Regions from separate parts of the Mus musculus genome. Here regions 2 and 3 are each linked to region 1. Evidence: chromatin contacts called from public Hi-C and HiChIP or PLAC-seq data. All regions are on one chromosome and are shown on one strand. The core of a region is the stretch at or near the end of the contact, and the rest is flanking DNA. Distances in the headings are between cores, read along the strand shown. Region 1 has its middle 7.3 kb from the start of Gm15418. Region 2 has its middle 27 kb from the start of Gm39129. Region 3 has its middle 23 kb from the start of Gm32485.

Region 1 (4,548 bases), core at 941-3,440:
TGGAAGGAGCTGCATGCCGTGAGTGGAGGTTTTCTGGGCATGGAGTTTAATATCTGTGTCCAGAGTACCGCCAGAATCTGGGAAAGTGCTGCCCAGGTGACTCTGTGTGCCCATGGTTCTCACATGCGGTGAGCGTCTGTGTGCAGAATGCATGCATGTACATCATGTGCCTTTAGTGATTCTTTGAACATCCTTCCACCTCCACACGTCTTACCTGTCCCATTGATAGGTTTGGGGAGACCAGCCATAGATGTGCTCAAGTCACCTGTGGTTAGAGTCCATTATTCTGCAAAACAGCAGTGTCACACAGCAGTGGTGCACAGAGGTGTGAATGTCCTGCCAAGAGACCAATGAGGTAGGATGCAGAAGTGGCCCTTTTTCCTCACGTAGTCACCCTGCTGACGTCACCTAATGTGCTGCCGTAAGAAAATGTGTGAGGGCTTCTGTTCTCTGCTTCATTGGAGGCTAGAAATTTCCATGGAATGTCACTCACGTGCCTGTGTACATTTCCCATGACCCTGGTGTGAACTGGGCTCTCCTGCAGTCAGGAGTCTGAGAACAAAGCCACTGCAGCAGGTCCCCTGAGGGGTGGGTAGAGCCTTCCTGGCTCCTTCCAACTTCTCCAGCCCTGGCCTCTCTGGGCTCGTAGAGGCTCTACTCTCTCATCTTGGCTACCACCTCCGTACTGGAGTCTCCGTGTCTCTGTCCCAACAGAATGGTTTCCCTTCTCTCTTGACAGACCTGTGGACCAAGGTTCCTCGAGTGCCACTTCAGCATGGCCTCGCCTTATTCACTTCTGAATGGAGCTTATTTCCAAACAGGCACAAGGTCTGAGTTTCGGGGCTTTGACTTATCTAATCTTTTGGGTCACTCCATTCAATCACCACAGGACACTGCTTAGCCAGAAGCTCCACCCAAGGTGTCTTTCCCATAAGATTTCTGGTCATAGTTCATGTTAGGCCAGGTTTATTTTACCAAGAGGGTTATTACAGTGTCAGTGCTTTGGTCCAAAGACACAGGCACGGTTGCTTTTACTGTTAGGAAGTGCGATTTCAAATGTCCCTGAGCTGATTTTTGTCTGGCAGGAAATGCACCTGACTGGTGGTGTGTTTCTTTGTTGATGGTTTCTTTTCTGGAGGAAGGTGGTTAGAAAACCACAGTGGGCTTTGAGACATCTTGGGGTTGAGCACGACATAAGCCTAGGTTATAATTAGACTATCCTCTGCCATAGATTTCCTAAAAATGGCCTCCCAGCTCCTTAGAATGCGCAGCCTCTTAAATAATGGTCCTATTTGTTATTCATAATGGGACAGCCCGGCAATTGCCTTTTATTTAAGCGAAAGGTCAAGAGGTTTTGATTTAAACAGGGGTTGAATCAAAGGTGGCACATCTATATGAAAGATGGAAGGCAGGCATGTGGGCCCTGACTGCACGCTGTGACTGCTGCATTGTCTGTGGAAACTGAGGGGGGGGGGGGACAGTCCAGCCCACACTTTACATGCATGTTCATTGTTGCAGAAAGTCAGTCTATGTCTTGGCAAGTTCATTTCCTTACAAGAGGCCGTGTCTTCCGGCAAGAATGGGTCAGGTGTCAGGGGAGAGAGGGCTCCCATCCTAATGTCTGCTGGTAGGGAGAACAGAACACTGGAAGCCATGGTACTTTGCAGCTGAGACACACTGGTCTGATTATCTAGAAGGAATTGGTGGCTATTCATCCTCTGAAAGGCAGCCATTTAGCCTTCTTGTTGTAACGACCTTGAGGAGTCGCCATCTCACAGAATGGCCCCTTCTCACAGTGTAGGGGATTGCATGCTCACACCACTCTCCGTGGGAGCTGGACCGGATTCCACTGCACTTAGCTTCAGTAAGCAGCTTGGATTTCTTCTGACTGTACTTCGTAAGGCTATGAGTGACTCGGACCTCCATGTTGGTAAGGGAAGGGAGGTCTCACTCAGGTCTAGCTGTCAGGTGCCTGCTGCATCTCACCTCATTTAATTCCTACAAGCATGAAAAGTGACCATGTCCACTAAGGTGCTTCTGCTGAGAGGTGAAGCGATGTCCCTGGGTGCTCAGGATGAGACACTGTGCTTTGTCAGTGGCCACGGGAGCATTTCCGAGACTGGGACTCTCCTGTTGTGCTTGCTGGCCTCTGCTCATCTTCTCTTCCTCACTCTGAGATAAGCAGGGCTGGACTTCCTCTCTGTTACTTTGTTACTGGGCAGGAACTCGTTTAAAAAACTTCCTGCACCGGCCCATCTCCCAGCTCAGGGTCTCCACCATTGGTTCCAAGCTGATTCTGTACATCCCAGCTCCTGGAGGATGTTGGGAGCTGTCTGTGTTCTGACTGATGGACCAAGATTCAGAAAGACAGACTCTGGCCCTGACGAATCCACCCACAGTTTTAGGGCTACCAAGACTGATCAGATAACTGCATTCCTTGGAGCGATACCTATGAATATGTTGCGGTCTTCTTGCAAGACAAAAGGGTGTCCTGTTAGGTTTCTGTTGTCATATGGCTCTCTGGATGGACACAGTGTTCTGGGGAAGACTGTATCTGGGCGGGGAGTCCTGGAAAATTAGGTTCCCTCCAAGAGAGAGGCTGAAGAGCTGTCCAGCTACAGGAAATGCTACTTCCTGTGTGCAGTGCCTCTTGTTCCCTGGGTGGTAGTGTGGTTGGCGGTGGGAGCTTATCTGGAAAAATGGGAAATGAAAGCCAGACTGTTGGTCTAGCTTTGACCTCTGCATGTGAACAGGAGTCCCAGCCATGACTGGCCTGAGCATGTCACTCATTGCCAGCCTAAAAGGCCTTGCTGGTGTTAACTGGAGAGCAGAAAGAAAGAAAACCAAATATTAGCGCTCCCATATAACTTTTGTTGTGATGTATCTTAGTCAGAGTTTCTATTACTGCATAAAACATCATGGCCAAGAAGCAAGTTGGGGAGGAAAGGGTTTATTCAGTTTACACTTCCATGTTGCTGTTCATCACCAAGGAAGTCAGGACTGGAACTCACACAGGCCAGGAACCTGGAGGCACGAATGGAGGCAGAAGCCATGGAGGAATGCTGCTTATTGGCTTGCTTCCCCTGGCTTGCTCAGCTTGCTTTCTTATAGAACCCAAGACTACCAGCCCAGGGGTTGAACCTCCCACAATGGGCCCTCTCCCCCTTGATCACTAATTTAGAAAATGCCTTACAGCTGGATCTCATGGAGGCTCCTTTCTCTGTGATAGGAACAGCTCGTGTGAAATTGACACACATGATGTCTGTGCTAAGTAGTCAAAGTGACTAAGCAGAAGAAGTCAGCGAAGACTTGGGGCTGACTGTGATTCTGGCTGAGGTAGTAGCTGCCATCTTTGTTTGCAGGGACATGGTAAATCATTTTTATTGAAGGATTTCTTTGGATCATGAGGACTGTTCTAGATCATGGTTAGATCCGAGAGAGAGAGACTATGATCATGTATCCGTCGATGACCCCAAACTTTTGCTTGTAGGTTCAAGAACAAGGCTTGTCCAGCTTACATGGGACCTGGGCACACATCTGGAGAAGACAGCTGTCTTTATACTTCCTAGGTTTGTAAAGTTGGATAGTGGGGCACTGTGAAGATACGCACAGTGATAGCATGGGTGGCCAACACTGCAGTCTTTAGTGTGAAGGAAACTCAGTTTTATCCTCCCATCACTGTTGTAGTGAGGGGACTCTAGCAGGTTAATTATGGCTACAGTAGCCAGGGATGTTCTGGTTTTATTCTGATGAAACACAAGCATGCATAGTCATGTCTTCGTGTGTGTGTGTGTGTGTGTGTGTGTGGTCCTCCCATTGCAGAGAGCTGAGGATCTGGTATGCTGCTTCAAGAGTTTACATCCTCTCTGGCTGCATGTACACAGAACCCACCAAGCCCCGATATCCAGGAACTTAGGGGCACTAAGTATCTCCTTTCACCTTTCTTGCTCCTTTGACCTTTGTCAGAAAAGCAGAGGCCTCATGTCCCACAGGTCATTGGAGAATGTTTTGTGGAGAAGAACAAAGTAAAGACCAGCTAACCCAGCCTTTGAGCTTAGGCTCCTGCAACTTCCACTTTAAAACGTAAAGTGTTTAAGGCGTTTCTAAAACTCAGCGGTGAGCTCACAGGACTGAGCCCAGGGGTTAACTGAGGAATGTGCATCTGTGTGTGATAGAATCCAGAGATGAATTGACCTTGGCCAACAGGAATGTCACGACCATAAGCTATGGAAAGCTGCAGGTGCCAAGTCCAAACCACACAGGGCTCTCTTTAATGTCAAGTCACCTACCTAACATCCTCATGAAGTGCTGATCAACTCCTTGGAATGTGCCCCTTAGGTAAGCTGACCTCTAGCTCCCACCAGTCCTGAAGCTAATGCCACCAAGGGCTCCTGAAGCCGACAAAAGATACGTTTCCAGTCCACTGCCACACACCTAACTGATGCTCCGACCAATGTAAATGGACAATGTATTGACATGACATTTTCCCTTGTGGCTCTAAAAGTTCTTTATCACTTTTTCTATGGTGGATCTGTCATTCAGGGTAAC
Region 2 (4,548 bases), core at 1,158-3,657, 470 kb after region 1:
ATCTCAGACTTACAAGATGGATCCTAACCATGCCTGCCTCCCTCTTAGGGCTTGATTCCACCCAGAGTTTAGTTTGATTCCAGGAGCGGGTCCGTAAGAGCAGAGGATAACTGTCTTTAAATAGCTCCTGATCTCCGTATCATTAATTTCCTGCCCCCCAAACTGAAATGCCTTGTAATTATCCAGCTGTAGGAATGCTTAAGATGGTGCTAAATTTTACTTAAGTACAGCCTATCGCCAAAGCGGAAGCCAAAATATATAATTAGGTTGGCATTAACATTCAAGAGTTGTGCGAGTGATTTCGATGTCACAGAGGCTGTGGTGCTCGGGAAGGGCAGGGCTGCCCGGGTTAATGTAGCAGAAACCCTGCTGTAATAGTGGGCTCTCCTCAGTTCCGATCAGGGTGCCAGTGCAGGAGTCCCCACATGAGGCAGGGCTTCACTTGGCAGGTCCCAGACCTCTGCATCACAGGAACAAAGTCTAAACCCGTGAATAGAGAGAGGCAAAGAACCATCAGATTCCACGCTCTGCGCCCCACACCCTGCAAGAATCCATCACCTTATCTATAAACACAAATGAACATCCAGGCCTTGTCCCTGGACTGGGGTCGTGATTTTCCACCATAAATTCCAGAAGAATTTTCTTTTCTTTTTCTTTCTTCCTTCCTTTCTCCCTCCCTCCCTCCCTCTCTCTCCCTTCCTTCCTTTCCTCTTTCTTCCTTTCTTTCTTTTCCTTCCTTCCTTCCTTCCTTCCTTCCCCCCTTCCTTCCTTCCTTCCTTCCTTTCTCTCTCCCTCCCTCCCTCTCTCCTTCCTTCCTTCCTTCCTTCCTTCCTTTCTTCCTCCCTCCCTCCCTCCCTCCCTCCCTCCCTTCCTTCCTTCCCTCCTTCCTTTCTTCCTCCCTCCCTCCCTCCCTCCCTCCCTTCCTTCCTTCCTTCCTTCCTTCCTTCCTTCCTTCCTTCCTTTTCCTTCCTTCCTTCCTCCCTTCCTTCCTTCCTTCCTTCCTTCCTTCCTTCCTTCCTCCCTCCCTCCCTCCCTTTCTTCCTTCCTTCCTTTTCCTCCCTTCCTTCCTTCCTTCCTTCCTTCCTTCCTTCCTTCCTTCCTTCCTCCCTCCCTCCCTCCCTCCCTCCCTCACTCTCTCTTTCTTTCTTCCCCTTCCTTCCTTCCTTCCTTCCTTCCTTCCTTCCTTTCTTTCTTTCTTTCTTTCTTTCTTTCTTTCTTTCTTTCTTTCTTTCTTTCTTTCTTTCTTTTTCTCTCTCTCGCTCTGCCCTGCTCACTCTGGCCCCACTCACTCTGGCCCCTGCTTGCTCCCGCCCCCAGAAGAATTTTCTAGTCAAGTAAACAAGGTGGTTATGTCAGCTGCCACCTGCCTGCAATAGCAATTAAAAGTCATAGAGACCTTGGCAAAGCTGGACATTTCTCCATTTGCACTCGTCATTTAAAACCTCTGTCATGTGAATTTGGCCAGTTTATAAGGAAATGAACATTTTTAGTTTAGAAGTTGCTTTAAAGCATAAGAAACCTTCTGAGACACAAAACGGTGATACCAGCTGCTGGCAAGCTGACTACCTCAGCCCTTCTGACCTACAAAAGGGAGGGTATTAACCACAGTAGCGGGGGAGTAAAAAAAAAACTTAATCACTATTAATGAGATTCATTATAATATAGAGTCTCCCCACAATGAATTTTAAATGTCCCTTGTCCATTTCTCTATCAACATGACACAAAAGGAAACATCTGCTCCGTGGTGGCCATGGGGCTGCATTCTGATTAGCTGATATGGGTAATCTATCCATTATCGCGCCTGTCATGTTGATGGGCAAAGGATCAATTTTAGTCTGCTATCAATCTTCTACCCAAAGCTCAAAGCTGGGGTGTCTGTGTGGTGTGCTTTTAAAATCACATATTAAAATTAATACCCAGAAATTCAACCTTGCCCACTTGGTTCTTTGCCTTTCTACTTTTTCTTATTTATACGGATAGAAATCAACCTTGTTGTTTACTATTTGATGGGATGAAATCCTAGGCTAGTGCATTTTAAGGAAGAAATTGAGTTATTTGTGAACAACATAAGGTTTAATAAGTCCTTCCTGGAAGTTTCTGCCTTGAGCAGCACTCTATGCTAGAAACGGAAGGCGAGTGGCTGGCCTATGGAGTTTCAGTGTTCTGGTAGACACGTTTAAAACAAGAGAAAAAGAACATATAAAATCAATACTAATAGTATTTTCTACTAAAGCCAATACTTTAAAACATCATTAAGTCAGATAACCAGCATAAATATTGTAAACGGCCTGGTTTCCCTCCCTTTGTGTGTCTCTCTCATTCTACTGTCTCCCCTCTTCTACTCACAGCCCAAGAACCAGACAGACAGACGCAGCCCTGGCTTCCACACCAGAGGCGCTAGGCTGCAGGAAACACTCTTCTGCTACTCTCACTTGAGGAACTACAAAGCAACGATCCAAGGTAAAACAAAACGAACCCCAGCTGCAGAGCTCTTCTCCGTAAACGCCTTAGCTTCTGCACACCACAGCTTCAGCTCTGTCAGGCACTGTCTTACCAGCTGGGAGCCTCAATTTATTCTAAAGGTTGAGTGATTTGTCATTAAAACTATGATTTTTTTTTTTAAGGATTGACTTAGGTCAGCCCACCGAGGATGCACTTTGCTGGTTCAAATGACTTGAGCTCTTTAGAAATGTGTGCCCAAAAGCTTCTGTTGATAGAAATCAATCAATATCTGCTCCATGTAGAGGGAATTCACAGTCTTCGTTTCTCTTTTGCTTGTAGAAACTGAAGAACGGGGAAGGAAATGAAGCTTTCTCCACACTCCCTTTAGTTAGGCAATCATCTGGAAATATATTCGTTTTTTAATTCAATGATGTCACTAGATCAGGAAAAGCACATTCTATGAGCTCATGTTCCCACTTTAGTCTAGGGTAGGTTTTAGCATTCCTAAGCAGACTGCAAAGGCCACTGTACTCAAGATTACCTGACGGTTATACCACATCATTTCTTGTCAGTGACTGCCAACTATTTACAGAACCAAAGGGATACGAGTCTTCAATCAGTTTCTATAGAGTTTGGCGTTGCACATATTGTGTGATATCCCAAGCTCAATGTGGGTCAAGAGGGGTCAAATCTAAATAGGTGACCACCAACCTCTGGGTGTAAGGGGTATGGAGAACTTTACTTATCAGAGAATGGCTGTGCCCTGTCAGTACTAGACAATCCTGGGACGAAACTGGCTTTGCCTACTGAGCCCTTGTGGGGAGAGGAGGACTGTTGGAAGAAATGTAAGTGAATTATGGGCAGTATTTGGTAATCTTAAGAGGGAGAGAGTGTCGTGAAAGAAATGAGACAAATGCAGCTGAAAGCAGACGAAGGTGAAGGACAATTGGCCATAGTTCTGATAAGAAGACAAACCCTGAAAATCAGTGGGGTTTGGTTTTGTAAGATGCAGGCTCCTAGACACTGAAGGACAGGTCATCCAGAGACTGCCCCACCTGGGGATCCATCCCATATACAGTCACCAAACCCAGACACTATTGTGGATGCCAAGAAGTGCTTGCTGACAGGAGTCTGATATAGCTGTCTCCCGAGAAGCTCTGCCAGAGCCTGACAAACACAGAGGTGAATGTTGGCAGCCAACCATTGGACTGAGTTTGGGGACCACAGTGAAGGAGTTGGAGAAAGGAATGAAGGAGCTGAAGGGATTTGCAACTCCACAGGAAGAACAGCAAAATCAACCAACCTGACACCCCAGATCTCCCAGGGACAAAACCACCAACCAAAAAATACACATGGAGGGACCCATGGCTCCAGCTGTATATGAGGCAGAGAATAGACTTGTTGGGCATCAATGGGAGAAGGGGCCCTTGGTCTTGTGAAGGTTCCATGCCCCAGTGTAAGGGAACACCAGGGAGGGGAGGCAGGAGTGGGTGGTTGGGTTGGGGGAACAACATTATAGAAGCAGGGGGAGGGGGATGGGATGGGAGTTTCTGGAGGAGAAACCAGGAAAGGGGATAACATTTGAAATGTAAATGAAGAAAATATCCAATAAAAGAAAAGAAAAATGACAATACTAAAAATAAGTTGTTTAAAAAAAAAAAAGTGCAGGCTCCTGGGGAACTCAAACTGGTCCCAAGATACAACAAACTGGTCCCAAAAGAGTGTGCCTTTCTTTTTTTGCTATGATCCATGCCAGAAGAATAAGCACAGGGAAGAGAGAGACGGACAAGAGCTGAGCATCTCTCCCCATGTTGCTTCTTTACAACAATGTTTTATTTGCATCTATCTGGGAAATCCAGACGTTCTAGATAAATATTGTGCAACCCTTGGGCCTCACCTTTATGCCCAATATACCTATTGTTTTGAAAGCAAATATGTCTGTACTGTTTTCTGTGAAATACTGAAATAACTGCCCACCTTATGCAGATCGACAAGTGTGTCCATCTGTGTCTCAGTCTCTCTCTGCTACCTGCTCTGAGTGTGGATTGAGGCAGGGAAGGCCTGGCTTCTGATGTGGCACTGATGAAGCTCATCCCAGGTGGAAGG
Region 3 (4,548 bases), core at 944-3,443, 390 kb after region 1:
CCAGGAATCTCCCCACTGTTTCAGTGTTTCTTCCTTAAGTTTACAAACCTCACATCTGGCTTTTGTCTATGGCTCAGGGGTTCATCTGTAAAATGAGTTAGAATCTTAACCAGCACAGGATGCCACGTCTTGGCTAAGAAGGCAATGCATACATGACTCAAAATATTTTTGAATATTAAAAAAAAGCCATCAAAACCCAACTTTCTTCTTGTTGCTTAGAAGGCTGCTGAGCACTGTGCTCTATGGCATATAGGGCATCATACCCTGCTAACTTGTGTCCCTCAGTTCTTTCCTAGCCTGAGTCAAATCCTATCTCTAGACACATTGAAGGGTATTTTTGAGCTTGAAATAAATCATATGTCTCTAACATCTAGAGGTTCAAGAACCACAAGGAGGTTCTAAAAGGTCTCCAGTTCTAAATCGCACAGTTCTCTGTCTATTGGTCTTCTGGAACCTGTGTCCTTAAATATGGGCACTGGTCACAGCAGGATATCATCAAGGACTGTTCTGTTTCTGGTTGTCCTTTTTATGTTAGAGACAACTCTCTAACACACACACACACACACACACACACACACACACACACACCATTTGCACTGTCCTGACTCTATTGAGCATGAACTTATCTTTTAGTGTCTGTTGGGTTTTTATCATGGAGCACTGCCTCATCTCTTGGACTATAAGAGAGTGGCTGACTTCCCCAATGAGGCATCCTCTGGGACTACTGGTCTGCTCCTTCCCTGGTCTTGCCATTCAGGGAATTGATAGTAACCTTAGCTGTGTGGTTTGGAGGCAACATGTGGGAAACAAGCTAGTCTCAGTGGTGACTGTTGCATTCAGTATGATACTATGTGAGCCTCTGAAGACACAGTGGTGATGGTGGTATTCCATTTTAGTGAGACATTTAGATGTTAGACATGATAGAAGTTGTAGATCCAAAATTACCAAAAGGTACTTGTCTCAGTTTAGATTGTGACTTGAAACTCATGTTAAAATGTCTTCTTTCTTCCTTCAAGGGATACTGAGCACTGACCACAGCAAGCCATTTTGAACTGTACTTTAAACATGGGAACATTTTCTGGAAACATCTTTGGTTTCAAGATATCTTTGACTCTTTTTCAGTTGTGTGCATTGTTAAAATTCTTCCAAAAAGGGCTGAGAGGAATGAAAATAATACAGATACTGGGACACATAAGGCTATGAAAATAGAACATCAAATAGACATTCATGCCATTCTGAGCAGCCTGTTCCCACAGGAAGAGTCAGGAATTTCCACCAAATTTGTTCATGGCCAACCTCTACCATCTATGTCCATTTGTACACATATGCATTTGCACCTGTATGCATGTGCACCAACATGAACGTGCACATGTATGTGTGTATATATGTATGTAAGTATATACACATAAATACACAGGAAAATAGAATTTCAAGAGCTGTTCAAACATCTTATTAGATTTATTTATTTTATTCCAAGGGCTGTTGCACCCCAAGGCACACAGGTGGCAGACAGAAGACAATCTGCAGGAGTCAGTTTGTGCTTTCTACCATGTGAATTCTGGGGAGCAAACTCAGGTCATTAGGCTTGGTGGCAAGTGGCTTTATCCTCTGAGCCATCTCTCTGCTCCCCAAAGGACATTTTTTTTTTTTTTTTTTAGCAGTAAGACTCAGAGTGGTCTGAGTTGGATGTGTCTGCAATGCATACAGGACTCAGAATAGTTTTGAATATTCAAAAAAAAAAAAAAAAAACAGCCACCAAAACCAGACTTCCCTTTCAGAATGGTCTTTTTATTTTTATTTTGCATTTTGTAACTCTACTAAGTGTAGTCACCCAGCATCCAAGGTCAGCCGAACTGAAAAAGCAGAACAAAAACACACAGAAGGGTGATTTCTCAGAAGGAAATGGCAGCATTCATGTCCATAGAAGCAAACTTTAATCCTGCGGCTGAGAGGGGGAAACACAATGGCCGCATGGGGCTAATGGAGAATTCCCGGCTCTATTCTTCCCTGAAATATTTCATGGATGCATTCATCGCTCTTTCTCTTCAGAATGAAAGCAATAAAACAAACGAGAGACCTAATCTTTAGTTCAAATAAATGAAAAGAAATTGAAATCCACTTCATTCCCTGAGAAAGAGGAAGAATACAAATGAGGCGCATTGTGAGGTTTCTGGAAAGGAGCGATGCACCACAGCTGTAGGAATGTGGCCTGACAGCCTCTGCCTGTCAGCGCCATTAGCGGGGAGATCTGCTCAGGAAGGTTCCATTTTGTCTGAAAGGATGAAGTCCTGCTGCAAAGACTTGAGTGTGTGATGCACAGGGCAAGAGTGCAGTTAGATTTTTTTTTGCTGTCTAGGTCCTGACTCCCCATCTGGTGTGTGTATGTGTGTGTGTGTGTGTGTGTGCACTTAGGTGTGCATGTGTGTGTACGTGCACATGTGTGTGTGTATGTTTGTGCATTTAGGTGTGCATATGTGCGTGTATGGAGGCCAGAGGTTGATATCAGGTTTCTTCCTCAACTATTCTCCATCTTCATCTTTGAATTAAGTTCCCTTACTAATGAGGCTGACTTGCTGATCTTGGGATCTTCCTGTTTCTACCTCCCCAAAGCATGGACTGTATGCTCATTGTATGCAGCATTTTTACATGGATACTGGGAATCTGAGCTCAGGGCCTCATTCTTATATAGCATGTACTTTACTGACTGAAGCGCGCGCACGCGCGCGCACACACACACACACACACACACACACACACACTTACCCCATCCTCATCTGGCTTTAAAGAATAACTCTGAGCAACAGCTTCAGTCTGCTCACTGTAGAGTGAGGGTTGCTGTCCAATGGCCTGGACAGAGGGAGCACTTGCCCAGAGTGCACCCTGGAAACCATCAATATTCTTTAGATGCATCCATCTTTACAGGCTGGATGTATAGAGTTCAGGAAGGCACAAACACTTACAAGAAAAAAATAAAAGAAAATTTGTGATTTAAGATGCCAGTCTGTGGCAGCCACATTTTCCTTCTTTTGTTTCTTCCTCTGTTTTGGGATGAGTGAGTATTTGAATGTGCATGGTACATGCATGTGAGTATGCATTGTGCATGCATGTGTGTGGTATATGCATGTTAGTGTGTATGGTATATGCATGTTAGTGTGTATGGTATATGCATGTAAGTGTATTTGGTACATGCATATGAGTGTGTGGTACATGCATGTGAGTATGTGTGGTACACACATGTATACATGGTACATGCATGCGAGTGTGCATGGTACATGCATGTGAGTGTGTGATGCATACATGTGAGTATGCATGGTGCATACATATGAGTGGTGTATGCATGTTAGTGTGTATGGTGTATGCATGTAAGTGTATGTGGTACATGCATGTGAGTATATGTGCTATACGCAGGTATACATGGTACATGCATGTGAGTGCATGTGGTGCATGTGTGTGAGTGTATATAGTACATGCATATGTGCATGTTGCATACATGTGATTGTGTGTGGTACATGCATGTGAGTGTGCATGGTGCATGCATATGAGTGTGTGACACATTCATGTGAGTGTGCATGCATATGAGTGTGTGTGGTACATGCACATGAGTGTGCAGGTATGCATGTATACATGTGGAGCCAGAGGAAAGCATTGGATGTCTTCCTCCATTCTCTCTGCGTTTGTGTCTTGAAACAGTCTCTCACTGAACCAGAAACTGGGCAGTCAGAGAACTTCCAGGATCCTCTTATCTCTACCTCCCATTGCTGGAGGTGTAACACATGAATCTATGCCTACCTTTATGCTGGTGCTGGGCATTCAAACTCAGCTTCTCCAGCTTATTCAATGAGTGCTTTTACCCTCGGAGCTACCTGTGCAACCCTGTGACTGTCATGTTGACTTCCACCCTGAGTCCAGACAGAAAGAGAGGCATGTGTGGTGGCCATAATGTTCCCTCTCACTGTGCCTCCCCCCGTTCTCACCAGACTGAAACTTATCTATTGATGTCTGCAGACAGAATGTGTTTAAAATTCATTGCTGTAGACCACTTAGATAATCATGTTGAATGCACAGAAAATCCATCTCAAACCCATGCATCATTTGCATGTCCTCCTGAAGAGCATGTTCTTTTAAAGAGCTTCATGGAGTGTCATGCAAAGAATAGGATCAGATCTAGGAGGTCATTCACACTGGTGACCCACTGATAGACAAAGAGTGTCCCCTTGGTACACGTATTATGTTCCCATCCCTTGTCTGATACATTGTGCCCTAGGAGTAGCATCTTGGAACTTGGGCTGTTCAATAACTGAGTTAGAATGAGCTGGACTATGGCTCATCCCCAACTGGCTACTTAAAGAAGCTTTCATGTAGTGAAAGGGGACAGGGAAAGACTTATTAAAAGCCATCATGTATCAAAAGAAAAATGAGCTGAGAACTAGAAAGCAAAAGTTCATTTTAAAAGAAAGATTTTTTAAAAAGTGTTTCTTACAAGCTTGGAAAGGGTATGCTAAATAGAAAGTGATATTACAAAAGGAGCTGTCTTCATGAGTTCGGCCT

The links. A called contact is a pair of places that touch in the nucleus more often than the background predicts. HiChIP or PLAC-seq counts read pairs in DNA pulled down with a chosen protein or histone mark.
Region 2: a contact with region 1 is called in an H3K27ac HiChIP or PLAC-seq map of microglia, with 5 times the contacts expected there. The contact joins two enhancer-like sites. A contact is called at or near these places in 3 of 39 promoter capture datasets (the C10 cell line, hematopoietic stem and progenitor cells and liver), 1 of 15 datasets of contacts at CTCF or cohesin (large pre-B cells), 4 of 484 Hi-C or Micro-C datasets (the C2C12 cell line, bone marrow-derived macrophages and embryonic stem cells), 4 of 115 datasets of contacts at active chromatin or transcription factors (embryonic hindbrain, embryonic stem cells, microglia and 1 more) and 1 of 9 other capture datasets (embryonic stem cells).
Region 3: a contact with region 1 is called in a Hi-C map of bone marrow-derived macrophages, with 21 read pairs. The contact joins two enhancer-like sites. A contact is called at or near these places in 2 of 39 promoter capture datasets (embryonic stem cells and liver), 1 of 15 datasets of contacts at CTCF or cohesin (the NIH/3T3 cell line), 10 of 484 Hi-C or Micro-C datasets (bone marrow-derived macrophages, cardiomyocytes, embryonic fibroblasts and 4 more), 4 of 115 datasets of contacts at active chromatin or transcription factors (bone marrow-derived macrophages, cardiomyocytes, embryonic stem cells and 1 more) and 1 of 9 other capture datasets (embryonic stem cells).

What each region holds. Positions count from the first base shown.
Region 1 is chr8:11,178,198-11,182,745 of GRCm38.p6, reverse strand. No RefSeq gene overlaps it. Among named protein-coding and RNA genes, the nearest start is that of Gm15418, 7.3 kb to the left of the region's middle. Within about 2 kb of position 2,190, at least 25 of the 459 cell types and tissues checked have an H3K27ac peak or open chromatin away from gene starts, as enhancers often do. A contact at or near this core is called in bone marrow-derived macrophages and microglia, where this site is marked.
Region 2 is chr8:10,709,555-10,714,102 of GRCm38.p6, reverse strand. No RefSeq gene overlaps it. Among named protein-coding and RNA genes, the nearest start is that of Gm39129, 27 kb to the left of the region's middle. Within about 2 kb of position 2,407, at least 8 of the 459 cell types and tissues checked have an H3K27ac peak or open chromatin away from gene starts, as enhancers often do. A contact at or near this core is called in bone marrow-derived macrophages and microglia, where this site is marked.
Region 3 is chr8:10,792,101-10,796,648 of GRCm38.p6, reverse strand. No RefSeq gene overlaps it. Among named protein-coding and RNA genes, the nearest start is that of Gm32485, 23 kb to the left of the region's middle. Within about 2 kb of position 2,193, at least 41 of the 459 cell types and tissues checked have an H3K27ac peak or open chromatin away from gene starts, as enhancers often do. A contact at or near this core is called in bone marrow-derived macrophages, where this site is marked.